Regions from separate parts of the Mus musculus genome. Here all the other regions are linked to region 2. The links are chromatin contacts, called in public Hi-C and HiChIP or PLAC-seq maps. All regions are on one chromosome and are shown on one strand. Each heading gives the region's core, a stretch centred on a gene start, on an enhancer-like site or on the middle of the called end of the contact. The rest is flanking DNA. Distances are from core to core; before and after follow the strand shown. Region 1 has its middle 140 kb from the start of Gm34482. Region 2 has its middle 110 kb from the start of Gm12519. Region 3 has its middle 110 kb from the start of Gm34482. Region 4 has its middle 6.0 kb from the start of Gm34628.

Region 1 (4,729 bases), core at 796-3,295, 300 kb after region 2:
AAATGTCCATTCTTCTTATGTGTACAAGTCTCTCGATCCCCGGAATTTTATAGGCAAAAGTGCACTAAAGAGTAAATGTCATGGTAACTACTTAAACGTCATCATTTTATGCCCAGCTGCAGGTATTTTTTCCTATAATTGCCTTGGTGACAATATAGAACAACTTATTTAAGAAAATAGGGGGACTGAGGAGATGGACTGGTCAGTAAAGCTCTTGCCATACAAGCATGATGAACCAAATTGTGCTCCCAGGATCCACATAAAAAGCTGAGTATGGGTGGCCCACATCTGCAATGCCTGTCATGAGAAGGTAGAGACAAAGGATCTCTGAGGCTTTCTGGCCAGCCAGCCTAGCTGAATTTGTGTGCTCAAGATGCAGCGAATGACCCTGTCTCAAAAATTAAGATAGTGTTCAAGAAAAAGTCCTGACATTGACTTCTGTCATCCAATTATGTATACACACATGCACACACATATATGCATACCTGTGCACACACATTAGAAATGATCTCAAACAGGGTTTTTTTTTTTTTGAAGGTATCTCTGAGTTGAGAGTGAAGAGCTACTGAGTTCTAAAGTGTTCTACTAGCCTCTTGTCAATCTTTGTCACAATTTAAATAAAATGAGTATGGTGTTCAATAAAGTTTCAATGGCTACTGTGACTGATTTCTATCATCCTCAACTTTGTGCACTTCAGAAGAGAAACAGAAACATGACAGAACTCCAATGTAGTCTATCATCTATAGAAGAAAAACAAAGGAAGTATCTGAAAGTGTCCAGCAGAAACACAGAATCTTTTAATAATGACAAGAGAACATTAGAGTAAACTCTAGGCTGTTATGAACAATTTTAAAACTCTAGAGTTTCCAGAGGAAACTCTTGAGATCCAATGTAAACAAAGTCCTTGTGTTATCTGTGTTGTTTCCATATATAAGAAGAGGAAATGTCATCACTGTGTCATGACTTCAAGCTTCGTCTTCCATTATCCTCTCTAGCCTAATATTTACTCAACTCTGGTCATGGCTTCCTATCCCTGAAACATACCTCAGGACTAAGCACACCCCTGCCTTTTCCCATTCTCACCTTTTGGGGTGCTTCACTGCCTTCCTCATCTAGAGAAGAGAGATCTTCAGAGACCCAGAATTCCTGAGACATCCCCTCCCCATAACATAGCTCACAGAATGCTCCATTATATTTGTTTGGAATGATTTTCTGTATTATCATTATTCACCTTCTGAATCCATCCAACCATCTGGTCAACCATTGCCTATCTACTGACAACAGACATATGTGGCAGTACAGTGTGCAACAGCAATGAACAAACAGAAGGGTAAATGGATTATGCTGTAAATTCTTAGACAGGAGAAGGGTATCTGGATTTGTGACTAAATGCTGGAAGATCTAATTGGGAGGTCCATATGGAATTGAAACGGGAAATTTTGCATGTATCATGTTTCTAGTCCATGGCAAACAGCCCACTCTGGAAGCCCCATGCCATGATTATAACCTAGCTGCTTATTCTCAGATCAGCACTTCCTTTCTCCATAGACTTATGCAACCTAGATGTGCAGATGCACACTTTGGCATGGGTGGCCCCATACCCTCTATAGGGATCTGAGTATACAAGGCAACCATGGGACTAGCCTCATCTGCGGTAGTGGCCAAACCAGGTGGCCTAAAGAGGAACAAAAAACTTCTGGAAGCATCCTCCCCAACCTCGCATGGATACTTCCTGATGGATGTAGGAATGCTTACATGTCTGCTTTTTGGCAAATAGCAAGTGTCACACTTGCCAAAGGGAGGTCTCTTCCCTGATCATTTTTGTCCTTTGGAGAGTAATCCCAATTCCAAAAACCCGCAGGAAAAGTAGTCCAACCTTTGGCTTTACCCAGCCTCTCTGCATTTCTGTTAGGAGAACTTTTATTTCCTCCTTGCTCCTCTATTTTGATAGCATTTACTTCCTCTATTTGCTGCCTCAATAGTCCAAGTCCCCCACACCCCCACATATCACTTCCACAGAGAAACAGCAGAGGCAAATGCACTACTTCTTTCTGCAGAGTTCTGCCCTGCTCTCTACCACCACTGGTAGCACCACTCACTCACACAGATGACCAGTTTCCTTGTCTCTCTGTCACCTTGGACTGTGAGGTCCAAAGGACCTTTGTCCCCTAAATAGAACCAGGTGTATTCCTTAGGTGTACACACACACACACACACACACACACACACATACACACACACACATTCATCACTTGAAATTTGGCTAGATCTGTGTGTTGAGCACATCTTGTTGTCTCATTTGAAGCTCTCTGGGAGATCAGAGATGAGAAAACCATACATTCTGCTGCTGTTAAAAGTCTGTATTCCAATGGAAGACTATTAAATGATAATCATTAAAAGGATAGGGGTGTGGGGGGGAAATGGAGGAGAATGGGGAAACTATTTCAGAGAAGCAGAAATAACAAGTAGTCAATCCTGGATCATCTTGTTGGGATCAGTTTAAACAACCCAAAATATACATAGACCTTGAGACTCAAGGTCATGCATGAGCTTCCAGTAGACCTAGGAAGAAAGAGCAGTTCTCACAACCCTTTCACGTAGCTTCTTGTTATTTGGTTCTCTGATAGCCAGCACAGTAGACATAACAGAGAAGTCATCTCCTAGCTGGATACTGAGCCCAACAAGTCTTTCCATAGACTTTCACCCTTTCTCTTTTGGAAAAGCCATCCTTAAGGAAATTCTGACCATTACTCTGGCTTCAGATCATTGTTCACTGTTCCCTCTGGTAGCTTCCAGAATCATCCTTCCCTCCAGATTCACTTCTGTCTATGATAAGCTCTCCTCTTCCTTCATGGGGCTGAGTGTACGCCAGGCACAGGCTGTTCAGCTTTGCTTGCTTCTGAGGGGCTCCCTGCCTAGATCCAGGGCTCCTGTCTCCCCACATCTCCCTGCATTGGCTTAGTATTACCCATGCTGATTCATGACTAGTTTTATCCAGTATGCATAGAATTCCAACTAGGACCAAAGGACCATCAGAAGCTACAGAGGGGCTGTCTGTGTGTATGTTGCAGGGAGGTACCTTGCCTCTTTTATCAGCCTGTGCGTTTCTTCCACAGAGCCACCCCAAGAGTGCTTCCCTACTCAAGGGGGCAGAAAGAAACCTGAAGTTCCTGGTGGGGGGGTGGCCACAAGTGCAGGAGGAACACTTTCTTCACTGGTATTTCAAGACTATTTCGCAATCACAGAAACCACCAGCCACATGCAATCACTGGCTGGAAAGAAGCAAGTGCGAGATTGGATTGAAGGAGCATGTGTGTGAGGGTACATGCATGTATATATGCACACACTCATATGTGTGTGCATATGCTATGTATGTCTTTGTGTGTACACTAGCATATTTATATGTGTGTGCATGTGTGCATATACCACAGGTGTGTGTGTGTGTGTGTGTGTGTGTGTGTGTGTGTGTGTGTGTGTGAATAGATATGAAGAGACTCCAAAGACAGTCAGCCAACAGAATTCTTTCTGATGCCAGTGTGTGCTCCAGCCAAAAAGATGTATTTGGGGTCAAAAAGAGAAAATTTCATTGAAGTCCAAAGCTTTAGTTAGATCATCAAATATGAAAAACAACAGTGTATATGCTGATATATTTGTAATTAATTTCCATTTCAGAATTACAATTCTCAACATGAATGAATGTCGTACAGGGCACATGGAAAAGTTTGAATTTTAGATATACAACCTATTTTAATGACTTTTTAAAAAATATTACTAATATGTGCTTTGTGTGTGTGGTTTCATGTATAGCATAGCACCTGCATGGAGGTTAGAGGATGACTTTGTAGTACGATTCCCACTTTTAGGTGGGATAGAATTTAGCTCACAAGGATTTCATATGCAATTTCATCTGAGTATGTGACTTAAGGTATTTTATTTATATTTATTTACCTTCTTTTTTGCAATGCTAGAGCCAAATGCCATCGCCTGCTGAAGCATCTCACAAGTCCACACAGCACATGAAAAGAACATCATGTTCCTAGTATAGTGTTGGATATACATATATGTAAAAAAAAGATGAAAAAGAAATTTATTTGATGTATAGCTGGAGTTCACATCATCTTGACGGGCTGTGCTTTGTGTGCTTACTAAGCCAGTGTCCAAGCCTCCCTCCAGCAACCATGAGCACTTCACTGCAGAACACTGGGGGAGTCTTCAGGTCTTCCTCAAACTTGCAGAGCCTGGAAGTTGATCTAGTCCAACGTCCTCATGTTACAGATATCGAAACTGAGCTAGAGAGGAAGTAACTTCAAGGTTGCACAGGGATTTGACGGTACAACCAGGACCCAAACCCACTCTCATCACCCCAGGAGACTTTTCCCAACATGCCAGTGGGGCCCTAATGAACACGAGATTTGACAGAGATCAACAGAAAGTTGTTCAGAATAAAATCAACTTTAAAACAACAACAACAAAAACAAAACAAACAAACAAAACAATGTAACCAAGACTCTTGGCTTATTCACTTGGAAATGGCAGTTTAAAAGTTGGGGTATCTAGTGCTAAAGATGTAGTTTTGTAGTAGAGTCAGCCTTCACAAGGCCCTGGGTTCAGTCCTTATCATCCCAAAATGTTGGGGTCATAGATCTCAGCACATGCAGCATGCTGATTTCCAGCAAGTATGAAATGTGCAGGGCTTAGGTGGTAAAAATGTTGCCCTGTATGCGTAAGG
Region 2 (4,318 bases), core at 283-2,782:
TTTAAAACTTCTCTGGATTTTATATACTTCTCTTTGAATCTTCTACAGTTTCATTTAAGTAGCTACACACTGTGGGTTCTGGGAACTGAACCCCAGTTCTCAGAAAGAGCAGTATAAGCTTTTAACTTTTGGGCCATTTCTTCAAGCCAGATTCCTAATAGTGCTGACAACTGTTACTCTTATCTAAGTAGTCATCAAATAGTAATAGTTTCCTATTGTTCCCATAGTTCTCTTTTAAAATCCTTTATTTATTTACTTAATGTATGTGAGTATACTGTAGCTGTCTTTAGACACACTAGAAGAAGGCATCGGATCCCATTGCAGATGGTTGTGAGCCACCATGTGGTTGCTGGGAATTGAACTCAGGACCTCTGGAAGAGCATTCAGTAGTGCTCTTAACCTCTGAGCCATCTCTCCAGCCCGTTCCCATAGTTCTTAATTTATTCTATTTTATGGTCCAAATTTTCAGAGAAACAAGAAACAGTGATGTCACCTGTCCTTTTCCTTTGGTTGAAACCCTTGTGATACTTCATCATGAAGTAAGGCAAGATGATGTTTTGTTCTCTTTTAGAGGGACAAACACATGCTTTTATTACCCTCTTTAAATCTCATTAAAATTATTAGAAAAAATAACCCAGAACTAAAACTGAGATGATGATGATGATGATGATGATGATGATGATGATGTGTGTGTGTGTGTGTGTGTGTGTGTGTGTGTGTGATCTGAGTGAGATTTTAGTACAATAAACATGTTCTGGCTCCTGAGTGAGGAGCAGGCTGACTGGGTTATATGTTCTGGTAGGAATATCCTGTGGTACTTGTTTCTCTTCAGCTTGTGGGTGGCAATTCCCCAATTTAGAGATTTGTTAAAATATGGGGAAATACTCCACAAAGCCTAGTAGAAACAGACCATGAATGTGGAGAAATCTGCATACACCACACCAGGTTTCTTCTACAGGGTGAATGTTAATAGGCAACATCCTTCATGAAGACCTCTACAGCCTTTAATTTTTGCTTCTCTTTTATCACAAACGATCTCATTGTCAAATAGTGAAAAAACAGTTGCAAATATGAACAGAATGTGTAGTTAATAGCGAATGTGTAGCCCCCTCCCCCCAAAAAATCTCCATAGCTTTAGCATTGGTTCATTTGGATGTATAAAGTTTGGATATAGCAAATGTTTTACTGACTTCCTTAAACCAGCTCCATGATGTTTTTGTTTGTGAATTAATTAGAATAAAGAGACTTTTTAAAATAAAAAATTAAAATAACGCAAATGAGATTATTAGCTTCTAGCTGGAAAGGATTCTGACTCTTAATTACAGCCATAAAAATCCCCAATGCTTGGTTTCTTCTGTGAGGGCCTTGTCAGGGCAGCGGTGGGGAAGCTTTGCTGTTGAGGGCAGGAAGGAGAAGGGCAGGGAAGCCACAGGAAGCCTGAGCCACATCTCCTGGCCCCTCCCCTGAGCAACGCTGCGTGTTGTTGCAGTACTGTACTGTTCGACTGCGCAATCATAGTTAACATTCTTCTTCCAGGCACATTGAAAACGTTTGGCTTGCATTCTCCTCGAGCTGTTTTATAAGGGCAATAACCAAGGCCAGGGTGTGCTCTTGTCAGCAGGCAAAGCACGCAGTGCAGGCTGCCAAGAGTTTCCTGCTCCGGGGCCACCCATCCTTGGCTACAGGATGCAGGGCTGGAGCTTAAAGTAGCTTGCGTGGAGCCTGTGCTGGGACTTTCTGTTCTCACAGATCATGCTTGAGATTCCATCCTTCAGCTCTGCAGCCCTGATCAGTGGAGTCTGCTGTGTTTGTGCTTGTTTGGGAGTAGTTCTGAACACATGTCAAAGCAGCCGTCTAAGGCTTAGCTGGGAAAATGGTCTTTGAAGGCTAGCAAGCTGCATTTTCCTCCTGCTAATTCAAGCTCAGAGTTCCCACGAGTCAGCTGCTGGGGAAGTGGGCATTCCCTTCATCTACTCCCTGTGAACTAATTTCTGGAATGGGCTGACAGTGCACATGCCAAGTGGAAGGTTCTAATACTGTTGCCCCACCCCATTTGAAGTCCACCTTGGCAATGGGCAGATGGCTTTTGCGTGTTATTTATTGCCAGGGTCTGTGAAGGGGAGAGTCCCCAGGAGATCGCTGAAGCTGTTTTTGCAGGATTTCCTTTGATTGGAAGCTGTTGGCTGTGCTTTCTGCAGCTGGCTCTGTCACAAAGCAGAGGGCTCAACGCATCCCCCATGAGACAACTGCCATGCCAGCACCAAGGAGGTGCTGGCTGTGAAGTGCCTTGGACGAGAAGATGAGGTGCTGTTGCTGTTGCCTTCATCAGTAAGGAGGCAGCTTAGCCTTGGGAGGAGCGGAAAGAGCGTTGGCGCACATCTGAGAGGTTTACATTGGAATGTCAGTTCTTCTGTTAACTGAAAGCATGACCTTGACCTAAAGTGTTTTCATTTATAAAATAGCAATTGGTAACTAAAAGATTCATCCTGAAACTCATGGCAGAGAACCAATAGGATAAAACATGCATACTTTCTCTCCTTTCTTCTGAGTTCCAAAGCCACCCTGAGCATTCTAAAGCAGGATGGATGACGTCTATAAACTCTCTGTATCTTCTCCACTTATTCAACACTCATCTGGTTGTCATCCAACAGACTGAAAAATTAGAAAAATAAATAAATATACTCTTGTGCATTTAAAAATGTAGATAGTGTATTAGCTGCTAAGGATAAAGAAATGTACGTTGAAGACACGGTCCAATCTCTTGTCTGTCTTAAAAATAAAGGAAAAATAAAGATGTTAAATGGCTAATAAATGTTAAAGATGTTATAGCAGTGGGTACAAGAAGAAAGGGACATATGCAGATAAAGTATTTACTGTACTCTGTGGACTAACAAAAGGCCTTTCAAAAGAGGGGATGGCTACCAGAAGATTGTGTTAAGCTATGGAGGGCAACATCAGACAGTTCCAAACTTTAGAGACAGGAGTCTTGCTGGCACTTGAATTTTAAGTGTCGGAAGATCCATATGCTAAAGGTTTGGTCATCAGATAGAGGTGTTATTGCGGTGATCTTTAGGAGTTGGGACCTTAGAAAGGAAGTGAGGCCATTGGGAGTTTCCTGAGGGCATTATTGGGGCCCTCCTCTCTCTTTCTTTGCTCTCAACCAGCTGCCATGAAGTTACCAACTTAGTTTGACCACATGGTCTTAGGCTTGAGGGTCTGCCTCTCTCCTAGCTCCAAAGCAACTGATCCACCTATCCCCAGAGTGAAACCTCTGAGATGGTAAACTCAAATGAATCTTTCTTTCTTTTCTATACATTGATTATTCCAAGTATTTTGTCACAGTGCAGGAAAGATGACTGATACAATCTTTAAAACACGGAATAAAAGGAAGCTACTCTTTTTAAAAGAATCTATTATCTGTAAAAGGAAGGGTTTAAAAAGTTGTAACATCGGGGCTGGAGAGATGGATCAGTGGTTAAGAACACTGGCTACTCTTAAGAAGGTCCTGAGTTCAATTCCCTGCAACCACATGGTGGTTCACACCATCTGTAGTAAGATCAGACGTCCTCTTCTGGTGGGTCTGAAGACATTGACAGTGTACTCATACATAAAATAAATTAAAAAAATCTTTTTTTAAAAGATCTAGGATCTAACCACTAGGTTACAATAGTCTGTAGGTAAGTTCAGCTCCATCTGTCTCAACAGAATTCCTTTTGGCAGTCTAAGCAGTGGTATCCTAAACCAGGGATAAACTTATAAAAGCCAAGAAGGGGATTATTTAGCTGAAGAGTTTTTTTCAGTTTGTGGCATGATTATCTGCCATGCACACAGCTTTGAGTTTGATTCTTAATTTCACATAAATCAGATATGGCGATGCACACCTGTGATCCCAAACACCCACGTAATGAAGGCAGGAGGATAAGAAGTTCCAGGTCATTCTCAAATGCATATCCAGCTTGGGCTATATGAGACCTATCTCCAACAAAAATAAAAGGGATATTTGATGTGAGGTTCACCAGTTTTGTGTCTCAGACTGGATCTGGCTAGATGATGGTGAATCCCATTGTCTGTTCCTGAAACCACAGGGAAAGCCTGCCTCAGGGTCTCTTCAGAGCCCTGTGTCTAGGGGTTAACTAAGCTACTATAGACAGAGGACTGTAGGACATTTCCAGACTTAACTATAAGAAGGCTTTTATGATTTTCATGCTCTGGAAAGAAGAAGGGCACCAGGCCAGTCATTCACAGAGGAACCACAGAGCTGCAATGCTGAAATTACCCAGGATAGTAATGGGACTAAGATACAGATTTTGATTGTAAT
Region 3 (4,123 bases), core at 774-3,273, 280 kb after region 2:
CAAACCCATATGCTAAGGATCAGGCATTTAGGACTTCAATATGTGAATTTGGGAGAGATGTCAGTTTACTATACCACTTTACTGGTAAATGGTTGGCTTAATGTAAATCCATCCCCAGGGAGAGTAAAATGAGACAATGTCCCAAGTTTGTCTCAATGTCCTAAATAAGGTCTCAGCTTTCAGATGACAGAGTCAGTAGAGGACAGAGGATAGGTTCTTGAAACAGTATACGTAGTCTTATTGATATCAAATAGGCTAAGAAGGTGCCAGTGAGACAACTTAGCAGGCAGAAGTGCCTCCATACCTCACAAACAAGGAGGAAAACTTGAGCTCAGTCCCCAGTGGCTGACCAGTGAACAAGAACTAAAGCAAATGGATGCAGTAGTATGCAACTGTAATCCTGCAAGAGAGGGTAGCAGTGATGTGAGAAATGCCTGGGTGCTTCAGGGGCTAACTCACCTGGAGGGAATGTAGCATGGTGGGAACAAGACAGATGTTGCCTCCAGAGCGAGGTGGGGGGAGGGGAGAACAAACATCTGAAAATTGTTTCCTGACCCCCACACTTACGGTTACACATGCTAATGTATGCGAGTGTGCGCACATACATACACAAACATACACATACACACATACCCTATGTATACACACATGCAATTACAGTAAATAACAGTTTAAAAAAATAAATGAATAGTCTAATCATGCTTTCACATCACCTGGTGGCTACTGAATAGGGACACTGGTAACTGAATCAGAAGGACGTCAGTGCAAAAGGTCCTGTATAACAGATATACAGAATGTAACTTTGATCTGAAGAGAAGAAAAGAGGTCTTCCTGAGTATGCTGGAATAGCCTCCTAAAACATGGCTATGCAAAATTAGAAGAGACAGAGGACACCCCCAGAAGTCTTGAAATCTGCCCAACATTGTACTATTTGATTGTCAGAGAGGGCTGGGGACAGCAGCCAAGCAGAAAGAAGCCAGTGGAGGTTGAAGCTATAGCTGGCTCCTCATGGGAGTGAACGGTGCTCTCTATGGGGTGGAAGCTGCTGCCTCCTTCCTCTGACTATGGTTAGTACTGATTCTAGAAACTGGTGTGCTAAGGCATGTTACATACAGAGGAATCTTGGAAAGACAGCACACCAAATGTGGTGCAATGCTCATGCTTTGGATCCCCAACCCCTACCAGTCAATATTGCTATCTCTACACAGCATGACACCATGACCATGAAACATCCCTATTGACACCTATTATTCTGGCACAACTGTTAATGGTTAATGGTATTGCTGTCAAATCGGTCCTCATCCTAATTAAGGCATCTTACAGGTGCTGCTTTGTGGCCCACACATTGTTCCCTGGATTTTCCTTCATCAACAACAAATCCTTTCTACAGCACATGCACTAAGGACCAGGTTGTCTGTGTGACCTGTTCTGTTCCCTAGTAGCTAGCCAAGGACTGGCTCAGACTGTGTATGCTGGAAATATTTACTGAATGGGACAAAAACAATTCAACCAGGCAATGCAGCGCCCCTATTGTGGACATCACCTTCTCTTCTTCGCCCTTTTTAAGGTCAGTGAATCCTAGGAGGAGCTGACTGTCCTCAGTGTTCCCATGCTGAGCATGGGTCTTAGACAAAGGCAGGAATATAAGCAGCAAGACTTTCTCTCTGTTGTCATCGAGGTCTACAGATTAGGGCAAGGTCTCCTCTTCCTACTGGGGGAGAAACCCCAGCTGTGTTTCTCATACCATGGAAGAAGTCTGAAGCTTCCTTTACACTGCTTTCTTCCAGTGTGCCTGGAAGCCAATGCCAAGTCCCTGGTTGACTAAAGCACTCTGCTAAGTCTGACGGTTGAGGATCTCACCATTGTTTTCTGCATATGCTCTACACATGTATTCCATCTCCTGGCACTTTATTAGTGACTTTTCTCATTGCTACGACAAAACACTGGACAAGAGCAAAATAAGGAAGAAAGAGGCTGATGCTGACTCATACATTGAGAGCACAGTCCATCATGGCAAGGGAGTCATGGGAGCAGGAGTGTGAGGTGGCTGGTCACATGGTTTCTGCAGTTAATAAGAAGCAGAGATGGATGAATGTTGGTGCTCAGCTAGCTTTCTCCTTTCCCTTTTTAATTCAGTCTGAGACCTCAGCCCATGGAGTGGTGCCATTCACACTGAGGGTGGGCCTTTCCTGCTCTCGTTTCTCTTTAGCTCCCTTAAAGACCAGAAATGTGACTCCTAGGCAATTCTACATCTAGTCAACTTCACAATAAAAAATAGCCATCACCAGCCTACCCCTTGCCAACTTGACACCTGAATGCATCCTATTTGGATCAGCTTCTTCTCAGTCAGTGTGCCTCAGCCTTACTGCCTCTGACTTTTAAACACAGGCAACTGCATCATCTGTCAGAGTCAGTAGGCCAAGGGAGGGTGGGCACAGAATACATACTTCTTACAAGTTCCCAGGTGACATTGATATAGGCTGTCTGGGAACACCATTTGGGAATCCCTGTTCTTGATCCTCCTTGGAAAAGAGCTAGCTCCCCCCCCCCCCCACCGCCCAGAAGCTCAAAGTAACCAACTTCTTTTGGGCTGGATATTGTAATCAACTGGTTCTCTGGGAATTCAGCAGCATTTTTTGGCACCACTCACATGATTCTCAGGCAAAATCAAGGCTTCTCCAAAGCTTATTTTCCCCAAACCCGACTTCCACCATCCCTTCTGCCAATCCCAGCTGTCCTGGTCTGAGCTGTGAGCACCGTTTGCTTCCTCACATTCTCAGGATGTATTTTTTCCACCACCACAGTGAATTCATCTTTATGAGGTGGGAGGTAAGAGCTGGCAAGATCCTAATTTGTGTCACCTCCCAACAGTACCCTTTAAACACTTGCTCAATATTTATTTAGGGAGGTGGTGTGGATAAAAAATGATTTTCTCTTAATATAAATTTTATTCAGGCAGGTTCTTATAATTCAATCCCATGGCCAACAACTGTCCAATGCTCATAAAATATTGATAAAAGGGGAAAACAGGTATTTCCTATTTTCTGTGGTTCTTGAACTTAGTATTCAGTTGCTTTTTTCACAAAAAGCCAATAAACTACTTAAGGGGACTACTAAGAATTTTTAATTTAGATAAGAAAATGAATCATCAAAGTAAAGAATGTTACATCCACACACTCTGGTTCCAGCAGCTCAGCTGACTAATCTTGCCTGAGCATGTCCCTCTAAACTACTTAGAAGAACCAGGCAATTACTTGCAAGGCTTTTAGAAAACAAAACAAAACAAAACAAAACAAAACAAAACAAAACAAAACAAAACAAAACTACCCTACTTCCATTGGAAGGCATTTTGTACTTGAGTGAGAGATCCAGTCTACATTTTTGCAAATTGTATAAAGTGTTATAGGAGGATTTCTATGTAAGACTGCTCCATATTTCCAACTCCCAGAAGTTTCACCCATGGAATGGTGCCCTGGAAGGTGGCCCAGGTGCCATTCTTTCCAGTGCCCTTTGCCTTCCATGTTATTCTTCCCATCACAAGCATTTCTGGAGGTGGACCCTATAAACATCTTTTCTCATCAGAAGAGTTTGCACCTAAAGAAATCAAGAAAGAAAGATTCCATGGTAGAAAAATATCACCAATCAATGCCAGGTCCATTGGAAAATCCAAGGCAGATGAGATGGTAGAGGAAAAAGAGAGGAACATGCCCATTGTTTAGGAGAATGGCAGCCATGTGAGAAAGTAAAGATGAACTAGAAATCTCTTTAGAAGAAGAGAGTGATAAAAGAAGCTGGAGCTTTCTTTCTGGTGTCCTTCTGCGCCAGGAGCAGATTCTGTGCCACAACGCTCTGTACCCAAATACCACCAGGAGAGAGCTAGTCTCGCCAGAAGTGCTGACAAACATGTGAGCACAGATAAAACCACCACTTCTGCTCAAATTCCTGGCCCAAGAGGGATCCACCCAGAGCCATTGGGACACAGGAACCAAGGAACAGCTGTGGACAGGATCCTTCCAGTTTCTATCTGTACCCTAGAGCTGACCCTGTACCACAGCTCTCCTTATCCAAATTCCTCCTGGAGAGAACTGGTCTCCTAGGAGTACTGACACATAGGCTTACAAGA
Region 4 (4,688 bases), core at 1,692-4,191, 370 kb before region 2:
CTTAAACATGTTCGATCTGTTCTTAAGCAGAGCTTGAAGCACAGCCAGAATTTTCTCTATTTTTCCTATAGTCTCTACTCTCAGTCTCTCATGCAACAACAACAACAACATTCTAGAAGCCTCTTTCTCCCCCTCCATGCTCCTCAGGGGGAAAAAAAAACAATCACACATTATCTCAGAGAAGAGGTAATCATATTTAGAAAAGAATGCTTCCTTTGCGGACACTTCTATACTAAAGCAAATATCTCTTATACCCAGAGAGTTTTTTATTTTGTTGTTTAAATGCTTACATTCTGATTAATAATGACTTCTAGTTTCCTCATGTATAGTGGCAGGGCATATTGCTTTACATCTGGGTCATTTAAAAGTCCACTACACTGGTATTTGAAGAGCAAAAGCCAAGGGCTAGTGTGGCTCAAAGGCTAAGTTAGCCCTTTAGTTCCTAGAAGAAAAAAACCCAAAAACATGGACATTCACATGGTTTTGTCTCTTTGATTTCAAATTCTAAAACAAACAAAAACAAACAAAAAAAAACCCCAAACATCATTGTACCTAGGTTGGCAAGACATTTCCATTATACCAGAGCTGCTGTGTACATTTTCTATAAAGCACCAGGGAGTAAATAATTTAGGCTTTGCAGGCCATTTGATCTCTGTCTAGGCAATCTGCTATTGTCATATACAGACAGTGAGGAAATAAATACGCACAACTATGTTTGAATAAAACTCCATTCGTTAACACTAAAAATGTCAATGTCACAGATTAGTAGTCTTACTTTTCTCAGCTACTTAAAGTCATAAAACTTGGATGAGGCGATGGCTCAGTTGGTAAAGTGCTTACCTTGTGAACATTAGCCCTGTGTTGGATTCCCAGAACCTATAAAAAAATGATGGGCACAGGTAGTGCTTGCTTGTAATCCCAATGCTTATGAGGTGGAGCTAGGTGGATCCCTGGGACGCACTAGGCAGCTAGCCTTGTCTACTTGGTGAGTTCTAGGCTAGCAAGAGACCCAACTATATAAAGGTAGGTATACTGCATGAGGAGAAACACTCAAGACAGTTTTGTGTTTGGAGAGAGAGAAAGAAAGAGAGCATGAAGTTAGGTGAGCAAGGAGGCAGGTAGGATCTAGTGGGAGTTGTGGGTGATAAAATATGATAAAAATATATCGTATGGAAATTTATAAACAAAAACAAGTAAAAACAAGCAAACAAGCTCCAATACTACGTCTGTTGAGGAGCCAGTCCCCATCTTCAGCCCTGCCTCCTCCTTTCCCATGCCTATTCTAGAAGCAGCACCTTCTTTGTTCACTCCTGCATACCCAGTTTGGGTCATGGTGGTCTCACCCAGGATTGTGGATTCTTTAGGTGAGAATTATTGACTTAACACTTTACACGATCTCTGTCTGTCTGGGGATTGTGCTAGTTGACTGAGCGACATGACTTAAATGATGACTGAATGATGCTTTGTGCAGGAAGGCTCTTTGGGGCATTTGAATGCTTCCCTGATTGAAGAGAGGGTTGCCTTGCACTCACAAAAGCCCATTCTTCGTGTCTGAGTCCTGCAGGAGAAAGGAGTCCTGCTTGCGCTGACTACACTCCCCTCCGGCAGACAGTCACCAGCCTGTGTTTTCATCAGTAACTCATATGCATGTCTACCTCCCTGGCTAGCTTGACACATGACTCATGGGAGATTGGGCCAAGGTGTTGTCAGAATAAGTGTCTGTTTGTGTGCCTGTGGACTCAGGTGTAGGGAAGAAGCCAGGGAAACAGGAGGATCCCTAATGCCATCTTTGGATGCTGGTTGGGCAGGTGAACTTGGGGGAAGACCCCGGATCAGATCAGAGGTCATCTAGTCCATCCAATTTTCTCTTCAGATGGGAAGGCCAACACCCAGGAAGATGTCTCGGCTCTAATCCATTTGGAATACTGCTGTCAGGGCTGATATCCAACTAACCCTTTTGTTCCCAGTCTAAGGCCTTTTAAGACTATCTATTTAACTAGTTAATCAACAAACATCACTGAGGCCACCATCTATTAGGACTTCTGGGGCATGCAGACTCAGTGTGATTCTCCAGGCTGCAGCTGGAGAGGTAGAACACCACAGTTAGGATGCCTGTGTGGGCTTTGAGTTGAACCCCATCTCTGCCTTTTTCTCAATGAGGGAACTTGACAAATGGAAGTGCATGCTTACCTCATAAAGCTATCGTGGTATTTCAATGAAGGATTTATACAAACCTCTCAGTGTGTTACCTAAGGAAGAACGTGGTCAATACTAGGAAGATGTTAAGATTACCCTGTAGATACCGGCTGTTCGGGCAAACAGGGGTCTCGGTGTCTTGATCTGGAAACACAGGACATCAGGCAAAATGTGTGGAGAAACTGACTTCAAAATAAAGAGTAAATGATTCATTCCCTTACTTCAGATAGCGTTGACTCTGATATGCCTACCTCAGAGTTAATGGGCATTTTCTGTCTTCTTGTAGAAGTGAGAATAGAGAGAAGCGAATGATGAGTTGAAAAGAACTTCATCTGGGTGGCGAAGGTGGCATTTCCAGTTCCTGGTCACTTATGACACCGTACAAGTTGTGCCACATTCACTTCTGACTTTTCTAGTGAGTTTCCCTGACCTAACTGGCTGCCAATTCAGCCATGTCACGATGGAGCCATCTGAGGGGCTCCCCCAGAGCTGGGCACAGGTTCCACACTGCCTTCCTAACTGGCTGGCAGAAGCGGGTCACTGCTTCCCAGGCACTTTGTCAATGGGAGTACCATGGGGTGCAACTCACCCTGGTTTCATGCAGTGTTGCAATCGAAACTATTGAATCTCAAAATGGAATATAATTAAGGCCGGGTTAATAAAGCGTGTTCTACTCCTAGCCAGCAAAGGGTGTCATGTTTCTCCTTGCAGCTTTGGCAAGGAAACTTAACCTCCAGCTTTGTCCGGGCAGACTGAGTCATAGGTGTGTCACGGAGTGGAAAGCCTTCTTGTTTTACTTGGTGTAGTCACTGCACAGACCCCTCCATCTCTGCCGATTTGTTCACAGCACACAGAGCCCAGCCTGTAACAGTGTCCGCAAGAGAAAGCTCATGTTGCCGCGGCTTTAGAGATTTACCTGCCTCTGGTTGGTTAGAATCAGGGCCCCCAAAGCTGATCCAGGAGTTTAGAGCATAGACAATAGGAAAAATTAGAGTGCGTTGTTGTAGGCTCAAAGTTTTGCCTAGCCATCCACCGTGTCTGTGCTCTTCCCCCTTTTCTTCTAGGACATTCTATCACTCATTCTTTAGGTTGTGACAGGATGGGTTTCCCTGACATCCCCACATCGAGATTGTTGACCTTCATTAGGACTCCGATAGCCCCAAATCGTCAATATCGAATAAATAAAACAGACACATATTATTATGGTCTAGACTGAGTTGGGCATATTTAGTCTTTAATCTGACCATGCAGGCTTCCTTTAGATTATAAGAAAGAAAATTGAGGTTCAAAGAGGGTAACCAAAATCCCCAGAGCCATGTAATGAATTCATCCACCGAGTAAAGTTTATTCAGCACTTGATATGTGCAAGGCAAGTATATGCCTGAGCACTCAAAAAAATCTGTCCTCATAAGCTTCATATTCTAATGTGCATACAAACAAAAGATGGAGAAAGTATCTAGGATGCTAGAAGGAGATAAGAGAAATGCATGGGCAAGCACAAGTGGTAGGCTGAGCTGGGACTCCAAAGGTCTCAGTTGGACCAAGTGTTGAAGCCTATAAAATCTGAAGATTTGGGAAAAACACAGTGACTGTTTTGACTTCCTTTCAGATCTCACATGAAGACTAAAAAGACAGTGTGTGAGTCAGGACTGCCGTGCCTTTGAAGTCAGGATCCTGTTCTTGTCAGTGCCTTGTTCAGAATTCCACCCAGGCTCTGACTGCGTTCACAGAAGGGCCTGGGCTGGAGAAATGGAGTTTGTCTTACTGACAAGAATTTTCAAGTAGATTTTTTTTTTTTTGTTTTTTTGAGACAGGGTTTCTCTGTGTAGCTCTGGCTGTCCTGGAACTCAGTTTGTAGACCAGGCTGGCCTCGAACTCAGAAATCCACCTGCCTCTGCCTCCCAAGTGCTGGGATTAAAGGCGTGCGCCACCACCACCCGGCTTTTTTCAAGTAGATTGTTTTTCTGAGCTTCCCCTTTCTTTCTGAGTCTGTATGATAATTCCCTGCCAGTTGAAACAACCATGAAAGTACAGTTCTCCTTTCACCAAACTGGGGTCTTAATCAGTCAAAGGCAAGGATTTCTGACATTTCTTTTCTAATGCAGAAGAGAAAATGGATGGATTTTTTGTTTGTTTGTTTGTTTGAGCAAAATCTCATCTTTTCTTTGGGCTTGGTGTGTGTGTGTGTGTCTGGTTGAGTGATGTACAGTTAACAATCAATTATTCTGTACTTTGACCAAATATGAGTCTTCGTATTAACCACTGCTTTCTGCAAAACAGAGCTTCTTTGCCTGTGGCTGAGAGAGGCACAAGACTCTTGATATAAACATAAATATTTAGAAGGAAGCACATCTATTTGACAGCACATCTATTTAAGGAATCAACAGGAAAGGGGGCTTCAAAGGGATAGGAAGTGAATAACAGAAGGTAATGAGGAGGGAAATATTGCCACATATATATCTATATATCTCTATATAAATTTTGATATTTTG

Evidence for each region. Hi-C and Micro-C count contacts between places; a contact is called where the count stands out from the background. HiChIP or PLAC-seq counts read pairs in DNA pulled down with a chosen protein or histone mark.
Region 1: an H3K4me3 HiChIP or PLAC-seq map of bone marrow-derived macrophages shows a contact between it and region 2, with 4 times the contacts expected there. The contact joins two enhancer-like sites. A contact is called at or near these places in 2 of 484 Hi-C or Micro-C datasets (both in embryonic fibroblasts) and 1 of 115 datasets of contacts at active chromatin or transcription factors (bone marrow-derived macrophages).
Region 3: an H3K4me3 HiChIP or PLAC-seq map of bone marrow-derived macrophages shows a contact between it and region 2, with 4 times the contacts expected there. The contact joins two enhancer-like sites. A contact is called at or near these places in 3 of 484 Hi-C or Micro-C datasets (embryonic fibroblasts and uterus) and 1 of 115 datasets of contacts at active chromatin or transcription factors (bone marrow-derived macrophages).
Region 4: a contact with region 2 is called in a Hi-C map of tail fibroblasts, with 3 times the contacts expected there. The contact joins two enhancer-like sites. A contact is called at or near these places in 1 of 484 Hi-C or Micro-C datasets (tail fibroblasts) and 3 of 115 datasets of contacts at active chromatin or transcription factors (astrocytes, cardiomyocytes and fibro-adipogenic progenitors).

The regions. Positions count from the first base shown.
Region 1 is chr4:55,814,512-55,819,240 of GRCm38.p6, reverse strand. No RefSeq gene overlaps it. Among named protein-coding and RNA genes, the nearest start is that of Gm34482, 140 kb to the left of the region's middle. Within about 2 kb of position 2,045, at least 28 of the 459 cell types and tissues checked have an H3K27ac peak or open chromatin away from gene starts, as enhancers often do. A contact at or near this core is called in bone marrow-derived macrophages, where this site is marked.
Region 2 is chr4:56,111,270-56,115,587 of GRCm38.p6, reverse strand. No RefSeq gene overlaps it. Among named protein-coding and RNA genes, the nearest start is that of Gm12519, 110 kb to the right of the region's middle. Within about 2 kb of position 1,532, at least 178 of the 459 cell types and tissues checked have an H3K27ac peak or open chromatin away from gene starts, as enhancers often do. A contact at or near this core is called in bone marrow-derived macrophages and tail fibroblasts, where this site is marked.
Region 3 is chr4:55,836,506-55,840,628 of GRCm38.p6, reverse strand. No RefSeq gene overlaps it. Among named protein-coding and RNA genes, the nearest start is that of Gm34482, 110 kb to the left of the region's middle. Within about 2 kb of position 2,023, at least 13 of the 459 cell types and tissues checked have an H3K27ac peak or open chromatin away from gene starts, as enhancers often do. A contact at or near this core is called in bone marrow-derived macrophages, where this site is marked.
Region 4 is chr4:56,482,069-56,486,756 of GRCm38.p6, reverse strand. No RefSeq gene overlaps it. Among named protein-coding and RNA genes, the nearest start is that of Gm34628, 6.0 kb to the right of the region's middle. Within about 2 kb of position 2,941, at least 33 of the 459 cell types and tissues checked have an H3K27ac peak or open chromatin away from gene starts, as enhancers often do. A contact at or near this core is called in tail fibroblasts, where this site is marked.